Linked DNA regions of Sus scrofa: all the other regions are linked to region 2. The links are chromatin contacts, called in public Hi-C and HiChIP or PLAC-seq maps. All regions are on one chromosome and are shown on one strand. The core of a region is the stretch at or near the end of the contact, and the rest is flanking DNA. Distances in the headings are between cores, read along the strand shown.

Region 1 (2,700 bases), core at 133-2,632, 470 kb before region 2:
ATTAACTTCGAATTTCTTAAGCACGACACACAAAGAATTTGACTCTTGCTCAGCTCTGCAAGCTCATCTGTCTCCCTTTTGAATTCTTTGTTCCAGCCAGATGAAACTACAGATGAGCCAAGCTTTCCCTTTGTCCTTGTGCTCAAGGAGCAGCCTTTCCTCTTACCTGGGCCACTCTGACTTGTCCACCCCGATTTCTTTTTTATTGGTTTGTTTTTGGCATTTTTTTCTTTATTATGTTAAAACACTATCCCCAACACTTAGAACAGGGTCATGAACAAATAAGTGTTCAATAAGTACTTATCAAACACTACCTATCTGAGGTATGTTTAAGACATTTGTTCCTATTTATTTTTTAATTTGTGTAGTTCTTCATATTTTTAAGATCGTTACCTAGTTGGGGTTCTCTGTGTACTTAATACATTTCCCCAAGAGCTTTGGTCTCAGTTTATGCTCTTTATTCTGCTATGTTTCCCAGAATTTATAGAAATTGTTTAAACGGAGTAGAAGGGAGCTAGGGGCGAGTGCAGCATTTCCTTCCCCACATTACTGGTAAATGAGGTCACAAGTGATCTAAACCGTTGGGCGTTTGCAAAGAGGGGCCCGCAGGGCCAACCTGCAGGTTTTGGAGGGCTCGACCGCCTTGAAATATGCGGGTCATTTCCTGGGTTTGTAAGACGAGTTACAAATTCACATTCAAATATGTGTGAGATACTGTAGGCTGTACGGATGGGTTAAGAAGGAATTTAGAGAGCTTGCGAACGGGTGAAGAGAGGCTCCTGCCTGAGCTCCTGGCCCGAGTAAAGGAAGGTGAGGTCTCAAGTGGGTCTCTTTCCCCTACCTCTTCCAAACGGGACAGACGGTAGCGCTATTGCCTCAAGTATCGCCACTCAGCTCCAAGAAGGGCTAGTTAGTGACCGTAAGCGAATGAGCGTGAAGACACCCTGTCCTCACTGCCTTTGTGCGCTGAGATTTTTACGGAAGGGGGGCACTCTTTCTCGGCTCGCGAGCCTCACCCTCAGCCTCCCAACTCGCCTGGGCCAGGACGCGGGCTCTACGGGATCTTGGAGCCCAGCGCGAATCCCCAGGGCTGGTTCCCAAGGGCAGAGGATTGGCATACTAGACAGTGTCTGGTAGTTGTACCCACCCTCGTAGTCCCAACATTTTCTGAAGCTGTTAGCAGAGCGCCCCACCGGGAGGAGAGGAGGGAGGGCTGGGGATGGCCTCTTAGCACCCTCTGCGCGTCGGCATTCTTCGCCGGGCGGCTGTGGCCCCAGGCGGAGGAGAGGAGTTTCCGGGGCTCAGGGCCCTGCAGCGATCCCGGCCAAGGAGCGCGGAAGCCAGTGGGCGGCGAGAGGCGGAGCGAGGGATGCGGGGGGGCGTGGACGCGGCCGGCTTTGGAAAGGCCCCAAGTTAATGAGGCGTACGCCGGCGGCAGAGCGCCTTTCAGAGCTGGGCTTTCCCCCGCGGCGCGGGCGCCAGGAGCCGCCTTTTCCGCTGGGTGTCACTCGGGGGTGGGGGGGATGGTCCATTCAAAAGCGCCGCGAGGGGGCCCGGCCAGTGCCCTTCAGTGAGCGCTTGCAGGAGGAAGGCAGAGGCCCGGCGGCTCGCAGCTCTGGGACCTTGTGGCGCATCAGGACGCGGCTACCTTGCTGCCCCGACCCCGAGCCGCCGCCGCCACAGCCTCTCTGCTTCCTGCGCGTTAGCCTCTTTTGCGCGCTCCGGGCGGGTGGCCGCGGGAGCCGCTGGGGCGAGGACGGCGCGCGGCTGCTGCTGCTGCCCCCGGCCAGGGCAGCTGGAAGTAGAGAGGCCGAGCCGATCGGCGGCTCGCCCTATGCCGGGAGGATGTTGGAAAGCAGCGGCTGCAAGGCGCTGAAGGAGGGTGTGTTGGAAAAGCGCAGCGACGGGTTGCTGCAGCTCTGGAAGAAAAAGTGCTGCATTCTCACCGAGGAGGGGCTGCTGCTCATCCCGCCCAAGCAGCTGCAACACCAGCAGCAGCAGCAGCAGCAGCAACAACCCGGTCAGGGGTCGGTTGAGCCGTCCCAATCCGGGGGCCCCGCTGTGGCCAGCCTTGAGCCGCCAGTCAAGCTCAAGGAATTGCACTTTTCCAACATGAAGACCGTGGACTGCGTAGAGCGCAAGGGCAAGTATATGTACTTCACTGTGGTGATGGCTGAGGGCAAGGAGATCGACTTTCGGTGCCCGCAAGACCAGGGGTGGAACGCCGAAATCACGCTGCAGATGGTGCAGTACAAGAATCGACAGGCCATCCTGGCGGTCAAGTCCACGCGGCAGAAGCAGCAGCACCTGGTCCAGCAGCAGCCCCCGCAGCCGCAGCTTCAACCCCAAGCCCAACCCCAGCCTCAGCCCCAGCCTCAGCCCCAGTCCCAAGCCCAGCCACAGCTCCAACCCAGGCCCCAGCCACAACCCAAGCCTCAGCCGCAGCAGATCCACCCTCATCCGCATCCGCACCCGCACCCGTATCCGCATCCACACTCGCATCCGCATCCACACGCACACCAACAACCGCTTTCGCAGCCGCACGGTCACCGGCTTCTCCGCAGCACCTCCAACTCTGCCTGAAGAGGGCAGCACCTGGGCCAGACAAGGTGAGGTTCTGGCAACTTGGGTACTAAGGACCCTTCGGAGGGGTGGGTCTGGGGAGTTGAGGGTGTTAGGAGTAGGAAACCTGTTCACAGG
Region 2 (2,700 bases), core at 53-2,552:
CAGCTCGCAGCAACACCGGATCCTTAATCCACTGAGCAAGGCCAGGGATCGAATCTGCATCCTCATGGTTCCTAGTCGGATTCGTTAACCACTGAGCCACGACGGGAACTCCCAGTTCTAATCTATTTAAAATGAAGTTTCTGACCCATTTAGAAGTAAATTTGGCTTTTTGACTATTTCTCTGCCTGCCATACATTTAGTATAGCCAGTCAGATGAAGGCACTCAATAATGTTTTAGAAGAAAATCAGAACAGAAAGAACCCTTTAAAGTCATCGAGCCCTTTATGTTACTTGTAAACAGACAATGAAGTAAGTTCCTTAAAATAAAGACAGGTAAAGAGAAAGCCTCCTGACTATAAATTTAGTCAAAATATTGCAACTGACCACCTCAGAGCTTGAGCAAGTTCTTTGTGAAGGTGAAAGAGCAGTTATAAGAAATCTCTGCTTCATGGAGTTCCCATGTGGCTCTGTAGGTTAAGGATTCAGAGTTGTCACTGTTGTGTTGTGGGTTGGATCCCCGGCCTGGGAACTTCCACATGCTGCAGGCTCAGCAAGCAACAAAAACAAAACAAAAAAAAGAAAAAAGAAAAAGAACAATCAAAAAGTCTGTGCTTCAGACCCAGGTGATTCCATTCTCTGTCTCCAGCTTCTGGCTTGCTCTCCTCCATCTTTCTCTACAATAGTCTGCTTCCTTTTGTTTAAAAAAGGATGGCTCCTACCATAAAAAGCATCATACTTAAATACAAAGGAAAGGAAAGTTACCTTAAAATATCCTTCATTGTTTTCTGTTTTGACTAGAAGGAACATGTAAGTTAGGGGGAAAAAAATGCTTTATTCATTTCCAGTGTTTGTTTTCTTTTTAAATTCAATCAGTTCATCAAGTAAGAAAAAAATTAATGTCTGAGACATTTGGAAACTACAAGGGATTTTGACCTCTGGTATCTCATTAAATTCCATAAGTAATGGTTTCTAGTAAGTGGAAGCTGGCGACATGTTTAGAAAGTAGTATACCAAAGGAGCATGTGCCATTTATGGGTAGCTTGATCTGCTTATGGGAACACAGTTTCAGTTCAGCTTTTTCCTGCCATCTCCCCTGACAGCAGGACCATGAACTCTGTTAGAATCTACTTTCTTTATATTTTTGCTTGTTTTGTACATTTTTCTCGAAGAAAACATTTTTTCCTTCCCTTATTAAATCATGCTAACAGATCCGTTTTGCTCCACATGAGTATAAATACCAAGGCAACACTGCTCTGAGCAGCAGGCACTATCGTGGATCCCCTTCAAGTGAGTCATGTTTCCTCTCTGAACGCATGTCTTAAATTTGCTAAATTCCTTTTCGTGATGTGTGTCATCGGTTTAAGCAACTTCCGTTGGTTTCATTGAATTCTCATCTGACTTCTGTTTTTCACTAACTGGAAGAGAGAGTCTTAACAAGACACAGAAACACTGGCAACTTTGTACACAAAACAAATAAGCAAACAAACAAAAAGCTGTGATTAGGCCCTGACTCAGTGGTGTTTTGATTCACGAACAGGGTTGCTAACATCTCTAGGAACATGATCTCAAGAAACACCGTAACTATTGCATCAAATTCATTCTTGTGTACACTCTTTAGCTCCTCCAAATACCCCTTCCTGTTTTGTTTTTCCTAGTTTTGTTTAATGTGGTCTAAGATGTTCTTATAGTTTTAAGGCAATAGATTAGGAAATTTGTAGAGATGTTTGAGCCTTATGACGATGGAGATACTTCTGAGGTCAAAAGCATTTTTTTACCTATTTAAAGAAACAAAAGTCCTTTAAACAATGATTCTTCAGACCCGAAGTGTGGTTCTTTTGAAAACTTTTCAATTAAGGATTTCTTTACCAGTTCCTACATATCATGTGGGTAATAATAAAACATCCCTTACCTAGTGAACAGTTGTTATTATTGGTTAAGCTGATGGAAATAAGAGAGAATTATGGCCAGCTGCAAAACATTCAATGAGTGGTGAAAGAAAATAACAGCTGGTATTCCACTTGCTATAAATATTTTTAATTAAAATTTGCCTCCTTGTTTTCAGTTTGGGTTAATAGCAGGGGTATTTAGTTAGTTACTGTACAGGTAAAGGGATGTCTTTCTCTTTGAGAATAGCTTTTTAACTTCTCTGTTAACAATAACTATGAGCAATAATGGTCTTATCCTACTGGACGATAAGAAAATGAGCTTCATGACAAAACTCTAATTCTTTTCTAATTCCGTACCCAAGAATTTCAAGGTTTTAGGTATTTACTTTTAATGCTTGTATTTCCAGATAATGAGTTTTTGTTGTCCATCAGGAGTTCTTACAAAAAGTGAGGATAGTGAAGAGATATGTATCTTAGAAATGCCTAAATGGGCCTGGGTTAGAAGTGTGTGTGTGTGCATGGGTGTGAGGATGGTGAATAGATGTATCTCAGAAATACCTAAATGGGACCCAAGTTAGAAGTATGTTCATGTGCGTGTGCGCACTCACGCACACACACACACACACACACACAATTTCCTCACTAAAATTCTGCCTTTTTGTCTTAGAGGACTTTCCTCCCACTCTTCATCTCATCACCCACTTGCTATCAAACATTGATGCTTTCTAGAATTTAGTTTCCCAGGTCATTTCTACTCTGCCTGCCCTCCTCAGACAGTTTTCATTTCTTTGTGGTATTAACCATGGCCTGTTTA
Region 3 (2,700 bases), core at 152-2,651, 420 kb before region 2:
TATTTCCATCAGTAAATGCTGAAGGCAGTAACAGGATGTGGACCCAGAGGTCCTGCCTGTCTACCTAGAAATGACTAATCTCCTTTCTCTAATTTAATAAAGGAGGATAACATTGGAGTGGGTAAGAAGAGAGAATATGAAAGTGAGGAAAGTGGCTAGAATGGGAGGTGGGGATGGAAGGAAGAGGAAAGGTTCTAGACCCCAATCAGTTCCTGAGCTGTGACTGGAACATCATTTGCTATCCCATGTCCTCTATCAACTTGAGTTACCAAGCACAAATCAGAGCTCTGCATTAAGCTGTGTGACATACAAGTGCCTAATTCCCACCCTCCCAACTAGCCAGGGAAGGGGTTTCTTAGCCTAGTTCATCCAGAAGGCAAGGGCTTGGGTAATGTGGCGGGGGGGGGGGGGTGTTGGTTGGTTTTTTTGTTTTGCCAAACCCACAGACAGCATGCAGAAGTTCTTAGGCCAGGAACTGAACCTGCACCATGGCAGTGACCCTAGCCACAGCAGTCACAACACCAGATCCTTAACCTGCTGAGCCACAGGGAAATCCTTGGGTGATGTCTTTTGAGGGCTGGTATATTCTTTTATAATAAGGAAATATAGAAATATATATTTCTATATATATATTATTTCTTAATATAGAAATATAGAAAGCTTTTGTAGGCCCATATGGGGGAGAGACCACCATTAGAAAGCTCACCCTGGCATGGAGGGAAATGCCTTTGAACTCTACATCCCAGCAGGATGAGCAGAGAACTGGGAGATCAGCTCACCTCCATGGACTATCCCCACATGAAGTTGTATTCAGTAATATAGGCAATTAAAGAGTTTCCTTCTTTTCCCCTAGGTTTCCTTCTTCTACTCTGTGCATGTTTTTGGATGAACTATATTTAGCTTTTAGGTGAATGTTTTGAAGGCATCCTGATTTTGTTGAAAACTGAAATCATCCCCCTGGAGTACTGGGTTGTATTAGGACAGCCTCTGCCAATCTTTGTAAACCCTTTGCTTTTCTGAATACAGACATTGGACTCACATCTTCTTAAATGTAAATGATTCCATCAAATTCATTCCAACTTTCGTACATGTATGAGTTTGGTCTACTTCTAAGCAAGCCAAGCAAATTCTTCAAATTCCAAACCCAGTTACTGATGGAAGGAGTTCCTATGATTGCCTAAAACAGCAGGATTCTGCCAAATTGTCCTCAATGCCAGTTCAACAGCTAGGGTTTTTTGGTATCATAAAATCAGTGCTTATCCTGATTCTCACCCCCTGAGCTGTGTTATCCAGACCTCTGCCAATAGATCTGCATCATTGTTGTGTGCCTTGTTTGACTGCCCTGTCTCCAGCTCTGTTGAGACTGTCTGTGGGTGGCTTCCCTGTGCCGGGATGACAAGGGCAAAGGTCAGAAGCTTCCATGATTCATTTCCTTTTTGCTGCACGCAGTGGATGGTTTTCTGGGTGAGTCACTCAGATGCCAAACACAGGAGGGATTTTCTTCACAGAGAGGCCCTGAGGCTCTGCTATGCCCTGAACTGGAAGAACTGAGTTCTTAATATCTTTTTAAAAATTTTTGTATTTATCTCGATGATTTCATAACCCCCTTTGTATCCCCTGTCTTTGTGTCTGATGACTGCTTTGTGAACACTGCCAAACCTTTGTAGAACTTTCTGGTATCTTGTGGAGCCCCATTGAATTCTGACTCGAATAATTGGACTCTTAAATATATACTCCCAACACACTCCAGTACTAAAAAAAATCTCTGGTATGCCATCTATACTGGAGCTTTAACAGTAGTCTACTCATGGCTCCTCAAAAATCCACCCTCTTTTTCTCCCAGAATAACAATCTATGGAAGGAACCTAGATATCAACAGAGAAAGATGTTTAAATAACTAGAGCTAAGCTCTGCAGTAAAGTGTTTTTTCCTCAATAAAGGGAGGGTTATTATTTTCTTTCCTTTTTTAACCTTTTGAAAATTATGAAATAGAATATACAAATAGAAAACATAAATATATAGCATAATGTATACTTACAAAGTGAACACCCCTCAATCAAGAAAGGGAACATTGCCAGCCCAGATACCCCTCCTTTGTTGACCTTCTAGACCACACCCCCTCCCTCCCTCCTAGAAGTAACCACTATCCTAACTTTGGTGATGATCACTTCCTTGCTTTTCTGACCACCTCTGGTTGCAAGGTTATTATTTTCTAAAACAGTATCGCTTCTATCTTCTACTGGTGGCACAATATCTTTCATTTGTATTAAGCAATGACCACAGGATGACATTGGGCTGGAGTTATGTATATGCACTGTTTTCTTCCTCACCCCCAAATTCCAAAGAACTGCTTATCTATGTTTTCTGTGTCATGAACTAACAACATTCCTGGTACGACACATGTTTAAAATAATGACAGAGAAGAGGTAAAATAAGCACGAAACTTTCTGCGGCCTACCTCTTGCATTCTGGGTTTTCTGAGCTGCAAGTAGAGTGGTGGATGATAGGAACCCTCCTCTCCTTCCTATGACATCCTCATTCTTTAATTTCCCTGGGAAGTAGCCCAGAAAGTTCTAAAATATGTAGAACCTGGGCATGAAAAGTACCTATTTACTTGTTCTTGGACTACTCATCCCCCTCACCTTTGCCTCCAACTGTGAGAACAGTCATGTCATTTCAATTATATCATCACACTATTCA

The links. A called contact is a pair of places that touch in the nucleus more often than the background predicts. HiChIP or PLAC-seq counts read pairs in DNA pulled down with a chosen protein or histone mark.
Region 1: a contact with region 2 is called in a Hi-C map of embryonic fibroblasts, with 6 times the contacts expected there. The contact joins two enhancer-like sites. A contact is called at or near these places in 17 of 47 Hi-C or Micro-C datasets (adipocytes, adipose tissue, alveolar macrophages and 10 more) and 2 of 2 datasets of contacts at active chromatin or transcription factors (alveolar macrophages and skeletal muscle).
Region 3: a contact with region 2 is called in an H3K27ac HiChIP or PLAC-seq map of alveolar macrophages. The contact joins two enhancer-like sites. A contact is called at or near these places in 1 of 47 Hi-C or Micro-C datasets (skeletal muscle) and 1 of 2 datasets of contacts at active chromatin or transcription factors (alveolar macrophages).

What each region holds. Positions count from the first base shown.
Region 1 is chr5:39,314,478-39,317,177 of Sscrofa11.1, reverse strand. It overlaps PHLDA1 (pleckstrin homology-like domain family A member 1), which reads left to right. Exons shown (of 2, transcript XM_021092050.1): 1 at 1-2,609. The coding sequence starts at 1,417. The coding sequence ends at 2,583. Among named protein-coding and RNA genes, the nearest start is that of PHLDA1, 3.5 kb to the left of the region's middle. Within about 2 kb of position 1,382, at least 71 of the 83 cell types and tissues checked have an H3K27ac peak or open chromatin away from gene starts, as enhancers often do. A contact at or near this core is called in adipose tissue, alveolar macrophages, embryonic fibroblasts and 2 more, where this site is marked.
Region 2 is chr5:38,846,508-38,849,207 of Sscrofa11.1, reverse strand. No RefSeq gene overlaps it. Among named protein-coding and RNA genes, the nearest start is that of KRR1, 26 kb to the right of the region's middle. Within about 2 kb of position 1,302, at least 27 of the 83 cell types and tissues checked have an H3K27ac peak or open chromatin away from gene starts, as enhancers often do. A contact at or near this core is called in adipose tissue, alveolar macrophages, embryonic fibroblasts and 2 more, where this site is marked.
Region 3 is chr5:39,268,497-39,271,196 of Sscrofa11.1, reverse strand. No RefSeq gene overlaps it. Among named protein-coding and RNA genes, the nearest start is that of PHLDA1, 49 kb to the left of the region's middle. Within about 2 kb of position 1,401, at least 28 of the 83 cell types and tissues checked have an H3K27ac peak or open chromatin away from gene starts, as enhancers often do. A contact at or near this core is called in alveolar macrophages, where this site is marked.